3 separate regions of the Pan troglodytes genome follow, and all the other regions are linked to region 2. The links are chromatin contacts, called in public HiChIP or PLAC-seq maps. All regions are on one chromosome and are shown on one strand. Each heading gives the region's core, a stretch centred on a gene start, on an enhancer-like site or on the middle of the called end of the contact. The rest is flanking DNA. Distances are from core to core; before and after follow the strand shown. Region 1 holds the start of HMGN2 (high mobility group nucleosomal binding domain 2). Region 2 holds the start of SH3BGRL3 (SH3 domain binding glutamate rich protein like 3). Region 3 holds the start of LIN28A (lin-28 homolog A).

Region 1 (4,049 bases), core at 1,365-3,864, 190 kb before region 2:
TGAAGAAAACCACCCACAACCAACCAAAAGTACCAAGGGTAGAGAAGTTTCTCCTCCTCCTCAAAAGTTTTTGTGGTTGGCTTTCTTCTAGAATGTTGGATTTCCAGAAGCCCACTCAAATGTCCCACTTTGGCTACAGGCATCAGAATTTCAGAACCAGCAAAACCCAAAGGGGCAAGAGTCCCAAGTAGAGGCAATGATTCAAAACCAGGCACTAACCATAATTCATGGAAGCAAAGGGAATTGTTTTTTGATGTTTTTTAGTTTCAGAGACAAGCACGAAAATTCAAAAGCATACACTTACAGCAGACAACCTCGCGGATCTTCTCTGTGGCTATAAAGACAACGAGAAAGTTAGAAATAAGACAGGTAAGTCGCTTTGAAAGTTTGGTATCAATTTGCTCTAGATTATAGGAGTGTAAATTCAGGACACAGGTTACGGTTAATCACCGAGTCCAGTGGCCTCTGCTAGTCCAAGGCTTTGACCCTTGAAGAGAGAATGACTTACTTCGTCCTTCACCTTTGCTTTATCTCCCTTAGCATCCCCTTCAGCCTATAAGAAACAAGAACAAAAAACTGCAGATTTTGAGGTGGTTCTTAATTAATTACTTCCCAAACTTTAGAGTGCTAACAATGAAAATTAAAGCAGTCGTCCACACAACTTTTCTAGGACATAAATGAGTGAGCCCGACGTTAGTATAAGAACGAAGCGCGCGCAGGAGCCCCGGCTCGCCGACCCCGAGAAGCGAGGGCTGAACCGGAGCGCAGCCGGGGAGGGCAGCGGAGCCCGCACCACCGCGCCAGGCAGGAGCAACAGCTGCAGATGGCGCAAACAAACCCCCTCCGGAGGCGGAGCCCAGCGCCGTTGCTATGGCAGCCGTCGAGGGCGGGAGAGGGAGGCGCGCGCAGCCCGGGGAACTCGTGGGCGGCGGCAGCGCGCGTCTCGTGCGCGGGGAACGTGGGCGAGGGGGCGGGGCCATACCGCACAAGCCCCGCCCCCTCACGGCGGCGGTTTTTTGGCGGCAGCGCTTTCCCCCGCCCGCCAACCCCGAGCGCCGCCTTCCCGCCCTTTCGGGTTTGAATTGCCCGCCCGCAGAGAGGGGAGGGAAGGGGCCCTCGCGATGGGGGAGGGGGCACGGGGCGGGGGCGGCGAGCCCGAGGAGAGCGGGATAAACAGCCGCCAACATGGCTCCTCCCGCCGCGGCCGCCGCTCCTCCAATATGGCCTCTGGCGCCCGCGGGCAGCCGAGCCGCTCAGGGTTAGCCCCGAGCTGCCCGACACCGTCTCCAGCCCCCGCGCGGGGAGGCTGCGCTGGCTCCTGCTCGGCGCCGATTCTCGCTCCCTGCACCAGGGAGGCGGCGGCGGCGGTGGCGGCAGTGGTGGCCCGGCGCCTGGGGCCCTCGCGCCACGTACCTTTCTCTTGGGCATGGTGGCGGCGGCGACGGCAGCGGGACGTAGGTGCTGGACGCGGGATGCAGCGGCGCGCGGGCTTTGGTCGGTCCGGGGGTCGTTCTCGCCTCTTCTTCACACTGCTCGGGCTCCGGGGGGTTTATAAAGTTTTTATAGCGCTGGGAGCCCCGGACCGGTTAGAACCGGATTTCACCTCCCGCCGCCGTTCATTGGCCCAGCTGGGGTCACGTGGGCGGGGTTTAAACTCACCTCCTCTGGAGGGAGTGAGGAGGGGGGTGTGTGGGGGGGGGTAGTGCGCGGAGACGGCGGCGCGCCGAGGGGGTGGGGGCGCAGTCGGGGAGGCGCGCGTCGAAGGCAGTAAATGAGGAGGGGTGCGCGAGTCGGCGGGCTCCGGGTTCCGGCTCCCGCCAAGAGCTGTCTTTTGCAAACTAGCAAGTTCCTTCCACCTTATGCAACCCAGCAACCCACTTCTCCAAGCCGTGCGACACTCACGGCGCATCTCAGCGGCTTTCCTTCCTGCTCCCGCTGGGGGCCCCAGAAGAGGGGTTTGCGAGGCCTGGCTGCACTGCCCTGCTCCTCTGGAAGCAGGAGGAAGCGCGCGGCTGGAGGCACAGGCTGCAGTTCCCAGGGCCCAGGCTGACGCCGAAGTGGGAAAAAGGCGGGGAAACCAGCTTGGCGCAGCCGGACGTGCATCCTTCCGAGCTGCCACTTCGGAAAAGCCTTTCGTGCACCTCACCTGAAAGACGGTCCCACTCGAGGTGGGCTAGGGGTTTCAGGGGGAGACTTTCCATGCAGAGGTGCCTTTTGGGTGCCGTGGGTCAGGTAGGAGCTGTCCTTTCAGCACCCGTTGCGCAGCCGCCTCCCCAAATGCTATCGAAGCCCCCACCCCCAACTCCTCTCGGGTGGCTCCCTTAAGGTCCCTGTATTCCCAAACCTCCAGACCCCGCCACAGTATGGTGGAGAGCGGCCGTCGAGGTCTACCAGCACTCACTTCCCCCTACACTCTACCCCTCTCGGAGACATTTTGCCCAGCTGCCCCAACCCGACGCGGCCACCAAGCCTGGGCACTGCAGCCGCAGCTGGCGAAATCCCTCCTTCCACACTGTCAAGCTGGCTGCTTTTCACTTGCGCGAGGAAAGGAGGGTGGAGGAAAGCGCCCGGGGATTAGGAAACAAGTAGAGGAACAGGTGGTGTGATGGCAAAAGGGCTCTTCCGGTGCCCCCTAGTCCAAAGCCAGGGTCTTGGAGCTAGCCAAGTGCACCTGAGGGAGGGTAGGCAATTGCAGCAGCAAAAGAAGGTGTTCTTCCGTTGCAGTTAGCAAACAAGTTTTACATCTAAGAATCTTTAAAAATTCTATTTGAGACCCAGAACACAAGAATACGATAGATGTCCTCAAATGGGGGCTTGGCTCACAGGTGGAAGGACACTAAATTGGTCCCATCTGATTTCTTGAGGCAAGGGTTGAACCTGGCTTGCACAAATCATACCTGTCCAAAGCAACCACGAGTTCTACTATTTTGCAGCCCTTGCTGCTGGGCGACGACGACGACCTCTCTGCCTCTTCTTTCCACCACTACATCGCCTCCTGGGGCAGCTTCTCCCTACTCCACCCTGTGTACCTTTCCCAGAATACAGAACCTCAGGCCAAAGAGAGATGCCAGCCCCATTAATCACCTCTACTGTACCCCAATCATATTACGGAAAGTCAGACCCAGGAGACAGGACTCAACAGCCACGCTCATAGGGCAGATTCCGTTTGCTGCCTCCAGCCCCTCATTCCCGCCTTAATTGTAGGGCTCTGCATTATAGCCGCATAATTCATGCCTCCCTAATTATGGCTGTCAACAGCCCCATTGTAAAGCTGTAAAATGTACAGCACCTGCTCTCCAGGAACCCTGTGCCAGGGATTGGTAGAGGGGAGTGCCAGGTGTGGATGGGGGCTTTGCCAAAGGGTTCATTGATTGGCTTCTCAATCGCCGTGTCTGGCATTTATGCTTGATTCTAGGAGCATGGACAATAGCCAAGAAGTCTCTTGCCGCCAGGTATCCCGGGACAGAAAGGGGAAGAGGAGGGTGGGGTATAGGAAAGTTAGGGGTTTCCTGTGTGCTCTTGCTACAGCTTGCAAGATTTCACCTCTCCCCTAGAGGGAGCTGCTAGGGAAACAGCTTGCAGAAAGTAAAATAGGAAGTCTGGCATGGTGGCTCATGCCTGTAATCCCAGCACTTTGGGAGGGTGAGGCCGGCGGATCACCTGAGGTCAGGAGTTCGAGACCAGCCAGAACAGGGTGAGATGCTGTCTCCAAAAAAAAAAAAAAAAAAAGAAAGAAAAAGGAAAATGGACTTTACTAAAGAGAGTAGCATTTGGTTGGTGTTGCTGGCTGGTACTTGCCGGTGTGGGGCACCTGAAATAGAGTTGCTCAGGCAGACAGCTCTTCAAAGGCACTAATCCTCTCAGCAGCTCTGCAGCAAGTCCTGTCAGAGGGAGGTAAGGGAAAGGACACAGCTTTGACCCTCACAAGCAGAGGACCTAGAACAAGCTTTGCCATGCCAAGAATAAATCATCTAGGGGCCTACTTAGGGAGCCAGGTCAAAAAGCTGAGAGAAACCTCGAAGAGTGGAGTGGGAATCAGAGTTTGAGAT
Region 2 (4,351 bases), core at 168-2,667:
GTGATGGAGTCCAGCAGGGGAACTCTGGACAGGCTTGACTCAGGCCAGCTTCAGGAACTCCTGCAGCGTGTTTTGTTCCACAGCCTCCACGAAGAGCTCATAGTCCTGGAGAAGGGGAGGCGAGGGGTGGTCACCTGAATGCAGGGGGCCCAAGTGCTTTGTGGCAGATATGACCCTGGCTAGAGTCCTCTTCCAACACTCCCCCCACCCCCCCGTCCCCCAGCCCATACCCCACAGTACTGGTCCCCGTTGACAATCTGGGGTGGGGTGGCCTTGGGGTTGCCCGCCAAGGCTCGCATCTCATCCCTCAGGGCGTTGTCCTGGGAGATGTCCACTAGCTGGTATTGGATGCGCTTCCCATCCAGGATTCGGGTCACCTCGCTCTGCTGGGACTTGATCTGGGGACAGAGGGTGGGTAGGGGTTAGTGGATAGGCTGGAGGATTTATGGGGGAAACGCTGGGCAGGGTGAGAGAGGCTGTGACCAGGAGCTTTTGTCCCCCCATTCCCCTCCACACTAGGGGAGGGTTCTGGCCTCTAGGAGTTGGGAGGATGAGTCAGGCTTGAGGTGGTGCAGGATGAAGAGAGGGATTATCAGCCACGGGGGAGGGGGTCAGAGTGAAGGGAAGTGGGATCAGGCTGAGGGTGGGGAGGGGAGGGCAGGCTGCGGTCGTGGTCAGGGTCAGCCCGGTAGTGGGAGTGCAGAGAATGGGTGTGGGGTTGATGGGGGATGGGCACGGGAAGTTCATGCTGCGGCTGCAAAGGACCCAGGATGCCCGATGAAGACACTCAGGATGGGGCCTCGGGACCGGATCCGGGAGACCGTGCCCAGCACCTCGCCGACGCACTCCCCCCACCCCGCCCCCGTCCTGGGGGCGGGTCCCGGGCGCTAGGCTCCAAAGCACCGGGATACAGCCCTGCGCTTTCCCCCAGCGCCAGTCCGGGCGCACCCTTACTTCGCGGGAGCCGGTGACCGACGTGCTGTAGACGCGCAGGCCGCTCATGCTGGGGGTAGACAGACGGGCCGGCGGGCAGAGGGCGGCGGTAGCGGCAGCTGCACTGCCGGGAGACGACGCCGCCGCCGTGCTCGGGAGCGGTTTCCTTCCTGCTCCGCCCGCCAAGTCATCGCGCTCGGGACCAATGGGCGGCGCGGGCAGGCGGGGTGGGACCTGCGCGACACCGCCCCGCGCGCCAGAGGCCCCTTCCCTTCCCCCTCGGTTACCAGGCGCGCAACGGACCCGTCCCACGCAGGGCGCCCCTTCTGCGGCTGTCCTGATCGTCCTTTTCGGCCGTTCCCTGATATGGAGCTCAGTGTGAGACTGGGGAGGGGCCTGGGTGGCAGGACAGGCCCGGGAGAGGGTCTGGCAGAAGCCTCCCTCTCCAGCCGCACACAGGTTTGGTGCATCCAACTCCCCAGCCACGAGAGCCGCTCTCTCCAGGAGGAGGTGCCCTAATAGCACAGGGAAGCTTGGGGCTTTGGAAGGCTTGAGCTGCTTTCAGACCCAAAGTTCTCTAAGAACCTTGCTCCAAGGGATCCCTCGCTCCACCACCCAACACGCACCACTAACCCTAGGGGATAGGAAGCATAGGACAGCAGGAAGAGCCCACGCTTAGAGATTTTCCCCCAAGTTCCTCTCCACTCAGGTGGGAAGGTTTAGACAAGGAAGGGTGATGATAGCAGGACGCAGAGGCCACACCCTCAAAGGAACCAGATGGAGACCAAGGCTGACAGCTGGAAAGCGTGGCGGTAGAGGATGATGTCAGGACTCGAGAGCCTAGGCTCAAGCTGACCCTTAAGATCCACCCCAGGTCTTGGGGTGGTCCAAGCTCAACCCCAGCTCCATGCTGCAGATGGCATTCCCAAACTGCTACTACTCCCAGCGGTTGAGGGGGCAGACTCCAGCAACGAGCCCAACTTTGGAGACCTAGCTGTCTGGCACTCAACATCATGCTTCTCAGATGTCCCCCTGGTCCAGGGCTCAGGCAGGTTAACAGCCCAGAAAGACAACCCTTGCTCTGGTAAAGCCACTTCCTCACAGCAACCCAGAGGCTGCCAACTTCCTGAGAGGACTGCTGAAACTTTCCAGTGACAAACTTACTTCTGTTATGACTCAGGGAAGGTTTGCCCAAGAGAAAGTGAGTGGGAAGAGATCTGGTTCTATAGAACGACAGAGGAGCAGAGGTGGCAGAGATAGGGACATGAGGCTGGCTGGACCTGCCAAAGGTTCCTCCACACTGCTGCCTGGGGGACCTGGCTGAACACCCAGGTGTTTGGCTCTAACAAGCCAAAGTGAGGGGTAGAATAGCGTGGTGGTGGTGATGGAAGGGTATGGAAAACTGAGGAGTCTGTTAAGATACTTTATTTTATAATCAAAATACGCAATACAAACAAATGGACATAACAAAGATTCATATAAATAACTGGTTATAAACTTTATGAGGAAAAATACCCGTCAGCATGGTGGCTGGGCTCCCAATGCACAGGGTGGAGACCAACCAGGCGGCTCTGCCTTTAAGCAGCAGGAGCCCAGAGGCTGAAGGGCTGGCTGGGTGGGGCTGCTCTGAATGGAAGGGATAAGTCACTCCATAAATAAAACACAAACTTGTAAAAACACTTAAGAAAGAGCCTCATTCAGGCCCAGGCATGAGGTCCAAGATGCTGCCAACAGCCCAAAGCTTAGCAAAAATCTTGTAGTGGCTGACTGGCCCACACATGGCCCCTGCCTGGCCTGGCTCCAGATCTAGAGGAGGCACGGCTGGCCCAACAACCAGATACTAACAAGTGTGAGATGCTCCCTAAACCAGGAGGCAAGAAAAACCAGAGGGCAAAGGTCCCTCACTAAAGCCCCAGAGAAACAACCCAGGAGGCAAGAAAAACCAGAGGGCAAAGGTCCCTCACTAAAGCCCCAGAGAAACAACCCAGGAAACACTAAAAGCTGTACTTTAAAGCTGACTTGTACTGGGTACTCTGAACTTTCAAGGAGGCCAGAGCAGGAAAGGGAAAGGAATAACCCCCACCACCCCCAACACAAGAGAGGCACAAATTAGAGGGCTGGGCACAGGCTGTAGCCCTGGGTGAGGGGGTAAGCAGCTTGACAGTTGCTCTGTGGTCTCTGGGATATAATTCTGCCCAAGGCTAGAACCACAGAGAAGAGTTTGCACTCTTAAGTCCAGGAAGGGGACTACCTGGAAGGCCTGAGAACAAAGGAGAAAGTTTAGCACACTAAACACATGGCCAGGACCCTAGGGACACAAGGCAGCTGGAGAGTGGGATCTCTTGTTAAATGGCATGGTAGGCAGATTAGAGTCCCGGCTATAATCCCTAGGGCCCCAATCCTAGTAGTTACGTGCTAACCAACACATTACCCTGAGGCTTCTGGGAGAACAAGAGCCCTGAGGAAGAAGCATAAGACCAGGCATGAGAAAACCCAGAAAGCCAGCTCAGTTCCCAAGAAGGCTGGCACATGGGGCCTGAGAATTCTTAAATGGCCATTGTCACTGGTACTTGCTCAGCCTTTCCAGGCCCCTCTGATGAGCTCTCTAATCAGCAGGACCAAGGTGTGAAGTGGGAATGAACATGGATCCATCCCATTGGATGGAGAAGAAAGGTGGACAGCCTGTTCATCTCTCATGTCAGCCTAGGGCTGGGAACAGTTTGTGAGGACTTATCTGTTGTACCTGCCAAAAGTTAATTAGTAACTCACCATCGAGAGTGAATTAACAGGACAAACGTAATCCAACATGCCAGTGTGGGTAGGACACAGTCCCCTAATCAGCCCTTGGCCCCCAGATGCAGGCTCTCCCCTCCCCTCTGAGACTTCTCTCTGGGAATAGCAGACAAGAGAATGTCAGGGCAGAAACCTGCTGGACTAGGCTCTCAGAAGCCCAGCTCCTCCCTGGGGGAATCCCCCAGAATTCCTCACTGTGTGACACAGTTTTCTCCCATGTCCTGGGCATATCTGTCTGACATGGTGGTCCTTAAGTCCTCAATGTCACGACGCAGCTGTTGAACCTCTTCTAGTTTCCTCTTGATCACATCTGGCTTCTGCAAATCTAGCTGAGTCTCTGGGTGCTGTGCTGCTGGGGAGAAGAGCATTTCAAGAGAATGTTAGTTATGAGACATTTTCATGTGGAGGGTGCAGTATGGATAGGCAGGATCTTGAACCCACAGTCTTGGGACATGCACTTTAAAAAAAGCATCTGGGGACAGTGGGTTAATTTGCTGCTGAAGGTCCACTTTTAGTTTGTCCTGCATGCAAGTACCCCATAGCTTGTTTCCAAAAACAGATTTGTGAACACCTACTTTGTGAAACAAATAAATGTCCAGAGGGCAGTGGCCAGGACTATGTACTC
Region 3 (3,758 bases), core at 613-3,112, 130 kb before region 2:
CAGGACCACCGGAATGCCTCTAGGATATTCAGGAAGGGGAAGCCTGGGAGGAGGGAGACCTGAAGTCTCTGGCTCCTTGTTTGAGGCCAGGAATGTTAAGACAGCAATCAATGGCTGTCTGGGGCCATAAATGCCAAGCGGAGAATAGGACCAGAGGCCAGCCTCCCTTCACCCCCTGCCCTGCGACACTGAATTTCACCCCCTACTGTGCTGCCCTGCTTTAACTGAGAACTTGGGGTTGTGACCTACCAACTTCCCTCCCAGCCTGGCCCAGGAATGTAAGGAAGGCCTGGGCTCTTTGGGTTTTCCTTCCTCACGGGAACTGGACAGCAAAGACCCCAGTCCTGAGCTTTCAAGCCCCCACAGGGATCCTTCAGGGATCTGCCAAACCCAGTTTTTAGTGACCAGCCAGGTGAGGTCTGCATTAAAAAGGGGATGAGGCTGACTTCTCGGCTTTATGCCCCTTGGGTCCAGTAGCCAGTTGCCCTCACTCTCTCCCGCCTTCTGAGCTCCATTCAGACGTTGGAGGAGCTGGGCTCCCGGCTCAGGCCCGGCATGTGCTTCCCTGGCCGGCCTGCTCGCCCTCCCCCCACCGGCAAGCACAATACAACCTTAGTTTCTGCCACATGGGGTCACCTCCCTGCCCCCTGCCCCTTCCCAGGGGAAAGAGGTAATAGACACGTGGTAAGCCGGAGGGGTTCCCGGAAGGGGGCGGGGGTGCTGATAATTGGTGCTGCCTCCCACTACTCCCCCACGAGATAGTTAACAGGGACTCAGAATTGGGGTGCCGAAGCAAAGACAGGGACGTATAATGAGGGCTCCCGATGGCCCTCAATTCAACTGCGAGCCCGGAGCCCACCCGTGGATATGGGCGCCTAGACGCCCTTCCCTGGGCAAAGTTACCGGAATCAGTCTCACCTGGTGCACAAAGACATCCACTGGGGGGTCGAGCGCGACCCCGGCGCGGGCGGTCATGGACAGGAAGCCGAACCCCATGCGCACGTTGAACCACTTACAGATGCCCGCACCGTGCAGCAGCTGAGGCTCGTCCGCCGCCCGGGCCGCGTCCTCCGGCGCCTCCTCGGGCGCCTCTTCTGCCGCCTTGGCGCAGCCACCTGGAGAGAGGGAGGGCCGGGCACTTAGCTGGGGGGCACGGGATCAGAGGGCCGTCTCGGGCCCCAGGCAGGGAGACCCGAGTGTCCAGCCCCACAAGTGGACAGCCAGGAGGGGTCAGCTACCAAGCAACAGAAGAGAAGAAACCTATCCCGGTCGCCTCCCGCGTTCCCCTAGCGTACACCGGGACAGCAGTGCCCCGAAAGTTTTGCTCCTCTTCCCACAACGCGTTTCCCAGAGACTCACGGCGGGACAAGCCTCTCCCCTCCATCCACCCACGTAGTCTGGCGCGCACGCCACTGGGACACCAAGGTTCCTTGCCCCAGAGACGGCCCTATGAAGCAGAAGGCCGCACCGTCTTGGGGTCCTTTGGGCAGCATAGGACTCAGTTCCCCACCTCCCTTCTACGTGGCTCCTGGCCGCCCCTGAATCCTAAAGTGTCCCCGCTAAGTCCCGAGCTCGAACCTGCAAACTGCTGGTTGGACACGGAGCCCATGGTCGTCGGCTGAGCCCGTGGCCCCGGGCCCCTGGTCGGGTGGCTGCTGGCCCCGGAGAAGTCCGAAGGCAAAGGGTTGGTCCGGAGCAGAAGCTGCTACATCTTCCCCCGCACAATAGCGGTGGGAGGGCCCACGGCTTTTCAAAGGCTCCCAAATTCTAAAAGACAATGACCCAACCCCCCGCGGGCAGCCCCCTCCCCTCCCCTCCCTCTCCTTTCCCCTCCCTTTCCCTCCGGCTCCAGCTCCGGCCCTCCCCCACCACTCCGGTCTCTGACACCTCTGGGGTGTCCCTTCTCAGAACCTTGAGGTTTGACACCCCCTCCCCACACGCACATCTGGAGATGGGTCTGTCTGCCCTAGAAGACTTGAGTACCCCAGAATTTGGGATCCTGCACTTTGGACTCAGTAGGGATCCCCAAAGCAGATACAGGTGGGGGACCTGGTGGGGGGGGTAGTTTTAAAACCACGTGACTGCACACACATACACCACCCCCACCCCCCGCGCAGATAATTATACATTCCAGAGAGTTGGGGGAGGGAGGTGTGAGCCTGGCGGCGCTGGCCAATCAGAAACACAAACCACCTGTCAAGGGAGAAATGAATGGGCCCTCCCCCTCCCCCAGCCCTTGAGCGCCCCTCCCCCTCTCTTCCCCCTCAGGCCTCTGAGCTGACCCGGCTGCTTGGAGCTGACCCGCTCTCACCCCCCACCCCCGTGTGCTTAGATAGACCTGGAGTTCTGGACACTGGGAAGCCCGGGATGGGGGAGCAGGGGAGAGGCTGGGGACACACAGGGCTGATCTGTCCTGACCAAAGCGCTGCCTTCCAAAGTCTGTCTGCCTCTGACTACATCTGAATGTCTGCCTCCCAGAGTTTCTGACTCAGAGTTTTTCTGGGCCTCCCCCAGTTAGAAAAGAGAAAGTGCTCTTAATTGATTCTTTGTAAAGAATTCTTCCTTCTTTCCTCCCTCCAAACCTGTGTGTCTAAAGTTAGCCCCAGGTAAGCTCCCAGGAGAGCAGGAGGAATCCAAAGAGTCTTGAAGCTGTTTCTCCACCAGCTGCCTTCTCGTCCTACCCCCATCCCATCCCCATCCACTGCTGAGAGAGGGACTGGGTGGGCTGGTGGGTAGAGGTACTTCCTCTCTACTCTTCACACTCTTAGATTCCTAGGCCCTCCTTGTTTCAGAGTAACCACCCTAAAATGCGCTCCCATTCCATAGTGGGGTTGGTGGAGGAACAGGACTGGGGGGCCTCCTCATTTGAAGAGGTAACCTCCCCTTCTAGGAGATAAAGACGGCTGGCTAGTGGGGGTGGCTACTGCCCTGGTCGGAGATGGACAATGGCCCGGGTCTCAGTGCACGGCCCTGGCCCTGCCCCTTCACTTCCGGTGTTCAGTTCAAACTGGACAATGCCAGCTCCGGCCAGTTCCCCTCCCCCACCACTACAACCCATTTAAAGGGACAGAGCCTGCTTTCGGGGGCATCCGCTTGCTCTGAATTCAATCTTCTCCACCGAGTGTGCAGAACCTTTTGGAATTCTCACGCTGTGGCTCTGTGTGTGTGTTTGTGTGTGTGTGTGTGTGTGCACGCGCGGATGTGGGCACATGTGTATTTCAGAGAGACCGGATGAGTGGGGGTAGGGAAGGGGAAGATGGGGAGGAAAGCAAGAGACTGCAGAAGTTATTTCCCTTTCTCTCCTACGGGGTGCTCTCCAAGAAATGAAAACTTGAGCGTAAGGAATGGGAGGTGGGACTTCGTGGGGTAAAAAGGACAAGAGTGGCCCTTTGCTGCTCCGCCTAAAAAATACATATCGTTAACAAATATTATTAGCAGTGCCCGACTCCCAACTGAGGACTCTAATTTAGAATTATCAAGAGTTCTCCTAGTACATCAGCCAAAGCCATTTTTATTTACATAATTCTCCCCTCCCAAAAGTCTTATCTCCCGCTGTTAGTGGCACACTTAAAATATATTCGCTCCGTGTACCTCTGTTCCTAAGACTCAGGAGCAAGTGGCTGAGGTCTGGCTGAAGAAAAGGGAGGGAAAGGGGAGTTGAACGCTCTGGCTTCTCTAGGTGGGTTCTCAAGTGATGCGAATTCGGTTCCCCGGGAATGCGCGGCCTGCTTCTCTGTCCAGGGTACTGAGGGCTCCAG

What was found. HiChIP or PLAC-seq counts read pairs in DNA pulled down with a chosen protein or histone mark.
Region 1: a contact with region 2 is called in an H3K4me3 HiChIP or PLAC-seq map of stem cell-derived excitatory neurons, with 4 times the contacts expected there. The contact joins the promoter of HMGN2 here to the promoter of SH3BGRL3 in region 2. A contact is called at or near these places in 1 of 7 Hi-C or Micro-C datasets (induced pluripotent stem cells) and 1 of 1 datasets of contacts at active chromatin or transcription factors (stem cell-derived excitatory neurons).
Region 3: an H3K4me3 HiChIP or PLAC-seq map of stem cell-derived excitatory neurons shows a contact between it and region 2, with 3 times the contacts expected there. The contact joins the promoter of LIN28A here to the promoter of SH3BGRL3 in region 2. A contact is called at or near these places in 1 of 7 Hi-C or Micro-C datasets (stem cell-derived neural progenitor cells) and 1 of 1 datasets of contacts at active chromatin or transcription factors (stem cell-derived excitatory neurons).

The regions. Positions count from the first base shown.
Region 1 is chr1:204,496,227-204,500,275 of NHGRI_mPanTro3-v2.0_pri, forward strand. It overlaps HMGN2 (high mobility group nucleosomal binding domain 2), which reads right to left and starts at 2,615. Exons shown (of 6, transcript XM_003949332.6): 1 at 1,414-2,615; 2 at 509-553; 3 at 305-334. The coding sequence starts at 1,428. DHDDS (dehydrodolichyl diphosphate synthase subunit) reads right to left here. Exons shown (of 9, transcript XM_016956908.4): 9 at 2,737-4,049.
Region 2 is chr1:204,689,174-204,693,524 of NHGRI_mPanTro3-v2.0_pri, forward strand. It overlaps SH3BGRL3 (SH3 domain binding glutamate rich protein like 3), which reads right to left and starts at 1,418. Exons shown (of 4, transcript XM_003949330.5): 1 at 1,320-1,418; 2 at 955-1,317; 3 at 231-398; 4 at 1-105. The coding sequence starts at 1,403. The coding sequence ends at 40. It overlaps CEP85 (centrosomal protein 85), which reads right to left. Exons shown (of 15, transcript XM_063784267.1): 14 at 3,922-4,075; 15 at 2,343-3,822. The coding sequence ends at 3,771.
Region 3 is chr1:204,557,782-204,561,539 of NHGRI_mPanTro3-v2.0_pri, forward strand. LIN28A (lin-28 homolog A) reads right to left here and starts at 1,863. Exons shown (of 4, transcript XM_016956893.4): 1 at 1,579-1,863; 2 at 919-1,115. The coding sequence starts at 1,609.